Regions from separate parts of the Hordeum vulgare genome. Here regions 2, 3 and 4 are each linked to region 1. Evidence: chromatin contacts called from public Hi-C data. All regions are on one chromosome and are shown on one strand. Each heading gives the region's core, a stretch centred on a gene start, on an enhancer-like site or on the middle of the called end of the contact. The rest is flanking DNA. Distances are from core to core; before and after follow the strand shown.

The links. Hi-C and Micro-C count contacts between places; a contact is called where the count stands out from the background.
Region 2: a contact with region 1 is called in a Hi-C map of leaf, with 5 times the contacts expected there. The contact joins the promoter of LOC123443418 here to the promoter of LOC123443420 in region 1. A contact is called at or near these places in 2 of 6 Hi-C or Micro-C datasets (leaf and seedling) and 1 of 1 datasets of contacts at active chromatin or transcription factors (embryo).
Region 3: a Hi-C map of seedling shows a contact between it and region 1, with 5 times the contacts expected there. The contact joins the promoter of LOC123439767 here to the promoter of LOC123443420 in region 1. A contact is called at or near these places in 5 of 6 Hi-C or Micro-C datasets (leaf, seedling and an unstated tissue) and 1 of 1 datasets of contacts at active chromatin or transcription factors (embryo).
Region 4: a contact with region 1 is called in a Hi-C map of leaf, with 4 times the contacts expected there. The contact joins the enhancer-like site here to the promoter of LOC123443420 in region 1. A contact is called at or near these places in 2 of 6 Hi-C or Micro-C datasets (leaf and seedling).

Annotation. Positions count from the first base shown.
Region 1 is chr3H:179,130,783-179,133,978 of MorexV3_pseudomolecules_assembly, forward strand. LOC123443420 (mediator-associated protein 2) reads left to right here and starts at 1,815. Exons shown (of 6, transcript XM_045119775.1): 1 at 1,815-1,937; 2 at 2,551-2,656; 3 at 2,742-2,826. The coding sequence starts at 1,918.
Region 2 is chr3H:178,148,284-178,151,307 of MorexV3_pseudomolecules_assembly, forward strand. LOC123443418 (transcription factor STKL1-like) reads right to left here and starts at 1,711. Exons shown (of 2, transcript XM_045119772.1): 1 at 4-1,711. The coding sequence starts at 1,597. The coding sequence ends at 35.
Region 3 is chr3H:179,700,802-179,703,782 of MorexV3_pseudomolecules_assembly, forward strand. It overlaps LOC123439767 (pentatricopeptide repeat-containing protein At5g56310-like), which reads left to right and starts at 1,662. Exons shown (of 1, transcript XM_045116445.1): 1 at 1,662-2,981. The coding sequence starts at 1,707.
Region 4 is chr3H:178,492,356-178,495,317 of MorexV3_pseudomolecules_assembly, forward strand. LOC123443419 (FAD synthase) reads right to left here. Exons shown (of 16, transcript XM_045119774.1): 14 at 2,371-2,428; 15 at 2,195-2,247; 16 at 1,480-1,885. The coding sequence ends at 1,802. Among protein-coding and RNA genes, the nearest start is that of LOC123443419, 10 kb to the right of the region's middle. Within about 2 kb of position 1,251, at least 2 of the 3 cell types and tissues checked have open chromatin away from gene starts, as enhancers often do. A contact at or near this core is called in leaf, where this site is marked.

The DNA of each region.
Region 1 (3,196 bases), core at 565-3,064:
TAGAAAAAACAAAAAACATGTTTTTTCGCATTTTTTTCCTTTCTGAGAGGCACGGCTGTGCCTCTCACGAAGGCAAAATCGTGCCTCTCATGGAAGCAAAATTGTTGCTCTTTCGAAAAAACGCACTTTTCCCTTTTCGAAAGGCACGGGCGTGCCTGTTACAAAGGCAAAACCATGCCTCCCGCGGAAGCAAAACCATGCCTCTTGCACAAAAAACACATATTTTTCCTTTCCGAGAGGCATGGTCATGGAAGCAAAACCGTGCCTCTCACCAAACAACAGAAACACTTTTTTCGTTTCCGAGAGGCAGGATCGTGCCTCTCGCGGAGACAAAAACATGCCTCTCGTGAAAAAAAAACATAAAACGTGGTTTTTCCGAAAAAACTTTTGAATTGTTTTTGGTCAAAAAAACTAAGAACGACTAGTGAAAAACCGAAACACCCAAAAAACAATCTAAAAAGCCGAAAACACGTGTGGAAAAAAACGAAATTCGAAGGAAGCGCTCAGAACGTGACATGTGGCGGCGGCTGAAAATGTGCCAAATGGCAGGCCGCGGGAGTGTTCTCTTGGAGGCTCCGAAAGGAGCGCTCGCTAACTAGTGACTCTCCGCTTCTTAGTCATTACGTAACCTCACATAAAGCTTTCATAGGTGTAGCACTATTGTGAAGGGAGGTCCTAGTTGACGCTCTAAGCGCCACTTTCCTGAACCAGTACTCACAGCGTAGCGTGCATCAGCTCCCGTGGGCCGGCCCAGGAAAGGGGGTATCACTCGTTCAGAGTAGCTGTTTGTTTCATGTCTCGTGGTCAATGGTTGACCGGGCCAGTTGACTACTTAATAAATTCTTTTCTTAAAAAAATTAAAAATAAAAAATAAATAAAGATCATCAACTTTGAAGAATGTTCACAAATTTGAAAAACATTCATCATTTTTGAAAAAAGAATCCATCAATTTTAAAGAAAAAATCATAGATTTTTTTTAAAAGTTCATCAAATTTGAAAAAAATTCATTGATTTTAAAAATAGTTCATCAATTTTTAAAAGAGTACATCGAACATGAAAAAGTTCATCGAAATTGAAAAAACTTCATCGATTTTTAAAAAATCACAAAATTTGAAGAAAAATTCATCAATTTTGAAAAAAGTTCATCAAATTTGAATAAAGTTTAATTTTGTTGAGAAATACTTCATTGAATTTGAAAAAAGACATAAAAAATGAAAATATTCGTACACATTGAAAAAAGTTCATAAATTTGAGAAAACTTCACAAAATTGATTGTTTTTTATGAAATTTGGAAATATGTTCACAAATTGGAAAAAAGTTCATCGAATATGAAAAACGTTTGTCGAATTTGAAAAAAAGTTCAACCAATTTTAAAAATAGTTCAATGCAACTAAAAAAAGTTTACCAAATTTGAAAAAAAGTTCATGCAATTAAAAACAAAGACAAAAAAAAGTGAAAAAGTGAAAAAAGGAAAAGAAAAAAGGGAAAAGGCGTAAGAGGAAAGAAGAAACAGAGGAAGAAGCAGTACCTGAATAGCTAACGCAGGACGATGGAGTGGTTAGTCCTCACACTACTAACCCAAAGGTCGCTGGATTAAATCGCAACAAAGGTGGGATTTTCTTTTTATCTTACAACTGAAGAAAAGAGAAGATGGGCCGAGGCCAGCTAACACGCTGCAGGCGCCGGATAGCAATTTGTTTATAAACCGGCGCAAGGATTCGCCTATTGTGAAAGGAGCGACCGAGCGGCTGCTTCCTGCGTCGTGGGCCTGGCCCATTTATCGGTCGGTGCTTCTGGCCTAGCGATGCGAGCGTGCCCGCTTCCCAATCCCCCGTTTCCCCTCCCTACACGTTCTCGCTCCAGTTGCCGCCGCCAGCCCCTCGCCCTTTCGCCGGAGCTCCTTCGCCGGCAGTAGAGATGGTGAAAGGCGTAGTCCGGTATGACACTTCTACTCTTCGATTGATTACTTGCTAGTCCCGGGTCTCGTCAAGTTTTCAGTTTCGGAGCTAGAAAAACAAATAACCAACCCGGCTTCCGTCATGTTCCTTCGCTCCAAACCCTAGCGCCGGTGCACCCCCTCTCTCCTCCTCTGCCGTAGTCTCTGTGCGTGGTGGCGGGTATTTTTCTGCGTCTCTCGGCGGGTGGGATACCGGGGCTGCGCCTGCTAGCCGAGCTCGTGTGTCCCGGTTTTCTGCACGCCAGTTGCCAGACGTGAACCATAAAAAGTAACGGGAATTTGGCAGTTCACAAGCCAGACATCCTTGATAAATAGTACTCCCCCCGTTCCAAAATATAAGACCTCTTAGAGATTTCATTATAGACTACGTACGGATGTATATAAACGTATTTTAGAGCGTAGATTCACTCATTTTGCTTCATGTGTAGTCCATAGTGAAATCTCTAAAAAGGCTTTATATTTAGGAACGGAGGGAGTACGTTCATAGCTGTGAATTAGTCCAGTATCGGCTTGGCCTTACTTGTGTGCTTATTATATTTTCAAATTCAAGTGTATGTTCTTCTGCATCTGAAACCTTGCTGCAACCTTTGTAGCTATCAGCCTGGACCGGCATTTCAGGAGAGTGAAGAGCAGGGCATGCCTGAAATACCGCCATCTGACTCTACAGAATTTTGGCTAATACAGTGGCCTCTAAACCATGTAACCTGGAAGCATTTTTTCCACCCATGTTACTAGTATACTGCATTTGGGCTCCAGGATAACATTTTTCTATATTATTAAACAGGTAAATGCTTCTGATTTCAATGGTGAAAAGGTTTCTCTTAAGCTTCATGACGATGGAAACTTGGGAAATTTGGAGAGTTCTTCAGGTAAATAAACACGATGTATTATTTGGAAATTATTTTCACTTGATTAATTACATGTTTCAGTGATCTTAAAGTTCCCAGCATTCAGACAACAACAGAGTTTGGTTTTTGTAAATACTGTTACTCTTGAGCCTTCAGCGGGTCTATTTTATCTGGACAGTGGTCTTTATTCCTTAAGACAGTGGTGTTATCATAAAAATGAAACAACTTGCTTGTCCATTGTGGAACTTGTCTTCCATTTTGTTAGCTGTTAATAAGATTCAGACAATGCTTGTTATTTGATGGTCACTAATGTTATGCAAGCCAAGAAGTATTGGCTTGAGATCTTAGTTCACTCTGAACTTCCTTTTATTCGAATTTGCTTGTTTATCTG
Region 2 (3,024 bases), core at 461-2,960, 980 kb before region 1:
TACCGCATAAATGGGTTGACAACAACAGAAGGGCTTAGTTCAGCAATCCTATAAATATGTTGGTCACCTCCTTTTTTGTGTCAGCTCGGCGCATCTCCATCCTCAACTCAGATACTCTTTGCTTCTTGATCTTGGATTCCAAAGCAGATGCCTTCTCATCATTAATGAACTCAAATACTCTCTTCAGTGTCTCCCCACATGGATGCTGGGCCTGGATCTCCTCCACAAAAGAGGTAAGGTTAGGGTACAATTTCTGCAATTCATCAAAACCTTTGCGCGTGCCTTTCACGTTAGCATCAGTGTCCATTTTCTCGTCATGAGTTTCCCCTTCCTTCTTAAACAGATCAAGGGTGACAGCATTTTGAGTGTCAGCCATATCCTCCTTTAGCGTGGGGCTCTCTGCATCTTCATCCGCTTTCTCTTTGTCAGACTTTCCACTCTTGCTCCTCACCGAAGTGCCACCATTTTGAGCGGTAGTATCCACAGTCTCCTTTGCAGTGCCAGTTTTTGCATCGCCTTCCAATTCCTCCTTGTGGTTTACCCGCTTTCTACTCTTAGCAGGAGTATCAGCAGTTCTAGCTTTCTTTGATGACCTGCCTTTGCTATCTTCGTCTACCTTCTCTTCGGTGGCCTGCCCCTTGTTAAGCTCGGTCGAAGTTCCGACATTTTCATCGACGGCAATGGTGGTGTCCTCCTTCACTGTACCACCCTTTGAATAACCCTCTGTTTTCTCTTTGCTAGTCTGCCCCTTCTTCTTGCTCTTTGAGGAAGCAGCCTCATTTTGGGCCATGGTGGCTGCAGCGACCTGCTTTGCATTTTCTCCCCAGACTTGCTCCGAGAGCTTGAACTTGCGGAGGTCATCATCTTTCTCTGGCAGAGCGCCTGTGCTCACCGCTTTCTCATAGCGCAGCTTAAGAGTTCGCACTTTCTCATATATTTCCGTCTTGGTGCAGTTCTTCCTTTCGAGGCTGCCACCAACCGCAGCAATAAGCTCACCAGCGCCCGGACGGGTGCCATTGGCCTTGACGTGGTGAACAAGAGCCTCCAGGATCTTGAGCTCGTCCTCGGCTGTCCAGCGCCTGAGGTGACCAGGTTTCTCAGGCTTGCTCCACGGTGTAGTCTTCTCCGGCTGGGCCTTGCGCTTCTTCTTACCCTCACTGGAAGGAGTGAGCACGGAGGGTGCCTTCTCCGCCGCCCCGGCCTTAGCCTTCTTGGCCTTGCCGGACGGAGAGGGATCCGCCCCAGCCTTAGCCCTCTTCTTTCCCTTGCCCTGCGGAGAAGGCTCGTGGTCGTCGGATTCGAGCTCGGAAGCCGCAGCCGCCGGCGGGTTGGAGGAGGCGATCTGGCGCAGCTCAAAGGCCTCGGCGTCGATCTTCCCCGACTCGGAGGACTCCTCGTCGCTTCCATCCGACGAATCGGCGTCTGCGTCGTCGGCCGTGGCGGCGGAAGAGGGGCTGGGGGGATTTTGGGTTGTGGGGGTGGCCTCCGCCGCCCCCTCCTCCTCCTCCTCCTCGGCGGAGCTGGATTCCTCGGAGGAAGACTCCTCCTCCGGAGGCGGGGGCGGCGGCGGCGACGGCTCGCGGCGCTTGCGGCCCATCCTCGCCGCTAGGGTTTCGGGAGCAGGAGCGGCGGAGAGGGTGGCGAGCAGAGGGTGTTAGGTGGAACCGTGGAAAAGAGGAGACGGCAGCGACGCGGTGGCCGCGCTGTGAATGCGTTGGAGCATCGAGGGCATGAACGGAATTTGTAGGCCTATGCCACCTTGTTTTCTTTTAAGAAACTAGCAAAATGTCCCGTGTGCGTTGCTACGAAAAAAAAACATAATCTTCAACGATGATGTTCACATTATGTTCACATATCATCGTTTGATTTTGAAATTTTATGCACAAATGCAAGGAAATGTTTTTTCTTTTAAATTTATTCACAAGTTGAATCAATCTTTACATTTTCAAAATATATATATCATGGTTGTCAAAAATCTTGGTAACTCAAAGACTTATTCTGAATTTCAATAAAAAAAATTAGAAAACATACAATAATAATTCGATCCATCCAACAGTTAATTCTTCAAAATTCACACAGTTATATTATCACAAAGACTTACAAGCAGTAATGTTTAACTACATAAATTAGATCTTTCATGAATAATTCTACAAATATGGAAACAATTTTAAAATCAAGAACATTTTTTACAATTTACAAGCATTTACTAAAAATCATGAATATTTTTTATATTTCGAATGGGTTTAAATATTTTCTTTTGAATTGGCGACCAATTCAAGAAAAGGCGAACATAATTTTTTATGTTGGAAGATTTTATTTTAAATTCATAAACATTTTTTGAAACGCATGAAGTTTTTCTAAATAAACAAACATTTTTATAAATCAGTAATATATTTATTAAATTCATGGACATTGTTATAAATCAGTAATATATTTATTAAATTCATGGACATTATGTTTTCGTCAGCATTTTATTTCAAATTTCCTATTTTTTAATATGTAAAATTTTATGTAATTCTAAATTATTTAAATTAAAAATAAACAAAAATGGAATGGAATATTTTAAATAAAAAAAAGAAACTATCAAAACAGGCATTAGCTATTTTTAAAATTTTAGGACATTTTTTAAATGCATTAACATATTTTCAATTAGAAAGCATTTTATTAAATGCCTCTAATAATTTTGAATACATGGAATTGTATTTGAAATCATGGACTTTTCTTATTGTACAAATATTTTTTTAAAATTGCAACATTTTATTGTATATGCGAGCATTTTATACAAAACTCCGGACAGTTTTTGAAGTAACAAACATTTTATTTTTTAAATATGTTGATTTATAATTTTCAGTTTATTAAAAATTTAAAGATTATTTGAAGTTCTAAACTATTTAAAATAAAAAAATAAAACGAAAATGAGAATAAATAAATAAACAGAACTAAAAGCAGACGCCAGTGCATGGGCCGGCCCATACAGTGTGCTGGATATTCTCCCAGCATGCAGAGCGTAATATAGGAGGTTTT
Region 3 (2,981 bases), core at 412-2,911, 570 kb after region 1:
GCATGATCATGTGGAACTTGGGATCACCTATCTGCCGCCTTCTGCGATAGACTACCGTCAATTCGCACAGGGGCGATCCAGTGGGCCGGCTCATTGGCAGCGCACGAATGATAAAAAAAAAAAGAGAAAACTGTAGCAACGATAAAATTACTGCACATGCCTGGAGAATCGAAGGCGAGACCTCCCATTCAGGCCACTCGCGGCTAAACATTGCACCACGAAAATTTCTTAGGAAAAAAACACACACATATAAGAACAATAAGCCACGACAGATCTAAAGATTTCTAAATGTCTGAACACAGTTTGTTTTAAAAACATGTATCATTGTTTGAACACAGACAATTCCAAAATTGCGAATAATTATTTTAAAATGTGAAACAATTTTTTGGAAAACAACAAAGTTTTGTTGTAGTTTTGAACAAATTTTGGAAACACAAACATTTTTTAAACGTGTGAACATTTTTCGAAAAACGAGAACACTTCAAGAAAATTTGAATGAGAATTGAAAAGGCGAACTTTTTTGGAAAATAGTACCATTTTTTGAAACTTGGAACAACATTGGAAGAAAGAAAAACTTATTTTGGATCTGTCAACAGTGTTTGATAAAGGAAGCATTCTTTTGTAACTCTGAACAAAATTTGACAACACGAGCATTATTTCAAATTGTGAACATTTTTTAAAAATATGAGCAAATTTTGAAACTCGAACATTTTTTGAGTTAATGGAAATAAGATTCAGAACGAGAATAAAACTATGAAATCTGAACATTTTGTGATTTTTGTCATTTATTAAGAAACATATCATGAAAATCAGAAATTCGGAACATTTTTAAATTTGAATTTATAATAAAAACAAGAAATTATATTGTTTTTTAATTTATTTAAAATAGGAAAATAGAAAAATAAAAGGCCACAAACACATTTTTAAATTTAAAATTCTAAAGAAATTAAGAAATTATATTGTTTTTTAAGTTATCATGAAAAATATTATTTTTGAAATTTTATATTATTTTCGTGAAACCTTCGTTGTCTTATGTACCCTCTTCATTTTTATAAAAAAAGTCACAAACATATGTTACAGATACCAAGATAAAAGTTAATACATGCTTTCGAAGATAGCTTTTCTTTTTATTTATTGAAACCATTAATACACTTCATGCATGCAAGCAAAGTGAGTGTAGGAAGTAGCTGATTGTCATTATGACTGCATGGATCAATGGTGTATCCAGCGGGTGTGCTGGGGGTGCCATGGAACACCCAGATTTTTGGAATATATATTTTTACCATGTGAAAATTGCTGATTTTCAAGGCCCACAATTAAAATAGATCTCAATTTTTTTGAAGTGTGTGCACCCTCCAGTTTATTTCTAGGTCCGCCACTGGCATGGATGAAGACTTAAATAGGTTACTAGTGTGAGAAAATATCATTAATGTTTTCCTCAGTTATTATTGATGGACTTGTATAGATGCAAAATATATATTTTATAGTGGCTTTGTATAAGTATAAATGGAGGGAGTATTTGGAGAGGTATGTAAAAACAAAATGTATTTGGAGAGGATACCGGGCCTAAAGTCCCAACACTACACTCCGGCCCGGTTGGTTTGGTCTCGATCGAATTCCTCCCAGGCCTGTTCAGTACCCCACGTCACGAATGCACCAAGTCCGGCCACTGTCCGGCAGTCACCACCGCGCCGCAAGCTCTCCGCATGCCGCCTCTGTCCTTTGCGCTCCACCGCGCGTTCTCCCTCCTCAACCGACTCGACTCCCCGCGCCACCTCCTGCAGGCCCACGCCTTCCTCCTCACCCGCGGCGGCCATCGCAACGCGCGACTCCTCTCGGCGCTCCTCCTCGCCTCTCTCCGCCTTCCTCTCCGCCTCCACGCCCTCGCGCTCCTCCGTCGAATACATCCCTCCGTATCCCTCAACGCTGCCGCCCGGATTCCCCACCTGCGTGGCACTCTCGGCCCGCAGCTCCACTCCATTGTCGTCCGTGCCGGGCTCGCCTCCGACGCTCACGTCTCGGCCAGTCTCATCCAGGCCTACTTCTCCTGTGCCTGCGCAGCCTCCGCGCGCAGTGTGTTCGATGAAACGGTCCACAAGGACATCTTCTGCTGGAACGTTACCATCTCGGGGTATGTCAAGTCCGGCAACCTGGACTGCGCGCGTCAGCTGTTCGATGTTATGCCACAGAGGAATGTCGTGTCATGGACGACCTTGATCGGAGCGTACGCGCAGATGAAACGGCCAGCACAGGCCGTCGAGATGTTCCGGAGGATGCAGGTGGAGGAGGCCATCGAGCCTGATGGGATAGCAATGCTGTCCGTGTTGTCGGCTTGTGGGGATCTCGGAGCGGTTGATTTGGGGGAATGGGTGCACAGGTTCATCGTGAAGCGGGGGTTATGCTGGCATATACCGCTGATGAATGCCATAATTGACATGTACCTCAAATGCGGGTGTGTTGCCAAGGCTGTGGAGGTGTTTGAGGGCATGGGGCACAAGAGCATTGTGACTTGGACGACGCTGGTCGCTGGATTTGCTTTGCATGGCCTCGGTTCCGAAGCTGTTGATATGTTCCGCCGGATGGAAAGGGAGAATGTGGCACCAAATGACATCACGTTTCTTGCCATCCTGTCAGCATGTAGCCATATCGGACTGACTGATTTGGGTCGCTGGTATTTCCAAATCATGGTATCTCACTACAGGATTAAGCCACGAGTTGAACATTATGGATGCATGGTCGATTTACTTGGTCGTGCTGGTTGTTTGATGGAAGCTCGAGACTTAGTTAAGGACATGCCTTTCAAGGCAAATGCAGCAATATGGGGAGCTCTTCTTGCTGCTGCTCGGACCCATGCTGATGCTGAGCTTGGGGAACAAGCCCTGGTGCATCTAATTGAGCTTGAGCCTCATAACAGTGGGAACTATATTCTCCTGTCTAATATTTATGCAGAACAGGAGAGGTGGGATGAAGTGAGCAAACTT
Region 4 (2,962 bases), core at 1-2,500, 640 kb before region 1:
CGAAACCCTGCTCACCTTCTCCGTCGGCGCCCGAGCAGATCGCGCAGCGACGATGGCGCTCGGTGCGTGTGCCTTCCCAGTGGGGCCAGCCGGATTGCCGCCCTGCACGACAACGTTGCCCTGCCGCTTGCGACGAGATCCGCCGGAAGGATTGCGCGTGCGCAACCTCCACATTGACGGGGGACGGCTCTGAGCCTTCCATGGCGGCGAAGAATGGCGGGGAAGATGGACCGGAGCGCGCGGTGGCAGGGCAATGGCTGCCGAGGAGGGGGGAGCGGGAACGGCCGCACGAAAATTTCCCTCGCCCTAAATCTCGCTGCGGATAGGGGCGAGCTTGGGACGGCCTCCCACCCCATGAATCTAAAGGTTGAGGGCGAACTTTTGCCGCGTCCCGTAAAAACTTTTACGGGTCGTACGCGTTTGCGGGGTCTGCTTGGGGCAGAATTTTCCGCGCCGACCCGATGTTGACGGTTATTTTACGGGTAATGACGTTATACCGGGTCTCTGTTAAAGATGCTCTAATAATTTAAGTTGCATATATCATAACACAAACTACGTCTTCGTGCGCATAAAAAAAGCGACAAGTTAACAAAATTTACCCTGTATAAATTTCATCGAACACTTTGTGTGTGAGGAGGATGAAACGGAGTGGCTACTCGTCGGAGCCTAGACGGTTGCTGCGTCAGTGGCGAAATGCCTAGGAGGGCCCCCTTGATGCATGTCGGACGAGTGTTGCCCAAAAATTCGGTGACACCGACAGAAGCAGCGGCCGCTCGGCTCGATCGCGCCGATGGAGCGGCTGCCTGCGGAGCTCTAGAGGACGACCACAAGCTGCAGGACCATCACGTGCAACGGCACTCCGATCAATAGCCGAAACGATCGAAATCGGCGCGCCGGCGGATCCCAAATCGGGCGGGACTCCTTCCTGGCTGAAAACGTCGCCGGCGGTGGTGGGTGAAAAATCAACAGCCGAGTCCATAGTTCAAGTATTCACTGTATTTGTGAGGTCAAAAAATAGGCAGGTCAAGGTTACGTTGACATTTACGTACAGATTTAATTGTTGTTCAACTCTAAAACTACCTACGGCAGATCGGAGTAGCAGTATATTTATGAATATTAATTCCAAGCAATTTTGAGGAGTCAAGTTCTATATTAAAGCCGCGTTCGCCGGAGCAGAGTGGGGTCCAGTTACAATTAGTGGAGTTCGTCAAAGTGCCCTCCGCTCCAGTAGCGTTGCCGAACAGGCACAACTGTCGCTCAAACGAATCTAGCACTGAAATACGTGTTCGGGCAACATTTAATATTGGGATAGAGGGAGTACCTATCTATTTTAGCTGTAAGTTGTCGCTGACACAATCATAAAACAAGGAATTAACGGGCTGGCAGATTCAAAAAAGAAAAGAAACATCAGAAACGCCAGCAAATCAAGCATTACCGCGGAAAAGAAAAACAAACCAAGCATTGCACACTTGGATCAAATAAGAAAACCGTGCTATAATCAACTTCAATTAATTTTCCACAAAATAACAGTGTTTCTTAGCCCAGTCAAAATAGCCGGCAAAGCTACCCATGTTAAGTTGTTACTAGCCGAAGCCCTCAGCATCTGCACTTGTCAATTCATTTCTAAATGGGTAGCAATACAAAATTTGTATGTTTCCTAAACAATTTCTGGGGCTTCAGAGTGGTAGCTGGGTGGTTTAAGGCATCTGAGCACCGCATTGCACAGTTAGATCTGCACAATTTCAGAACTTCGAGCAGAAAGAATGTGGTTCGAATATGGAGGTGTGTAGACTTTGACAGCCTATTTGCAACCGTCAACCTGGGAAAATTGTCCTTCAAAGCTACCTGACAGCTTCAAAGCAGCCTCTTGTACCCTCTGATTATCCTGACATTAAGAAAAAAAAGGATCCTGTAAGAAATACTACGACATAGTCAAGCATAACATCATCAGTCCTGTGTCAAGTCGTCCATTTGGGATGCTAGAGCAGTCAATAGCATAGTTCAGTGACATCATCGGGTCCCCATACACACTTGGTTGGAGATTACATATTGTTTTTCTTCCCATCAATATTAAGGGATGTAATAATATACAAGAACCCATATAACAGAGTATCAATTTTTTACACTAGCAGCGCATGACTAGAATTTTAAATACAGTAACATTTATGAATGCTTGATCCAGTCATACTGATACCTTTCCAATAAGACTCACAACCAACGGCCCCATTCTCGAAATCCGATAAGACCCTGCATATCCAAAACGTCAATCAACAATAATCAAATGGAACTACAATGTAAAGATAACAGAACTCTTTTCCTTGCTGATTAACTAGATAATTAAACTAGAGCCTCCTATTACAGGCATCATACCTATGTACACATCAGAAAATTCTAGGCATAGCTTTGCAACCACCGCAGCAATTTTGACCTGAACAAGCATTCCACAAATCCGAATTAGATAAAGACTGAAATGTCTCTTTATAACTTAAGCCTCAAAGCTCACTTTTGGTAGATGACAAGAAAACTGAATACTGAACACAAATGTAAGTATCCTACTGTAACCACCATGATGGCACCACTGGAACTGTAGAGTCAATCCCAGTGTAACGGGAAAACATACTCCCTCTGTCCCAAAATATGTTTCTCAACTTTGTACTAACTTTAGTACAAAGTTGTACTGAAGTTGAGACACTTATTTTGGGACAGAGGGAGTACATAATACTCCCTCCGTCCCAAAATTATTGTCTTAGATTTGTCTAGATATAAATGTATGTAGTCACGTTTTAGTATTTAGTACATCCTTTTCTAGACAAACATAAGACAGGAATTTTGGGACGGAGGGAGTAATAAGTTAAGCAGAACACAATGAAAGTCATGAACATAATGAGTATTTTCTTGAAATGAAGTGATTATTACTGAAGACATGCAGTTATCTACATAAAGGTCCGCGTGTATACGAACG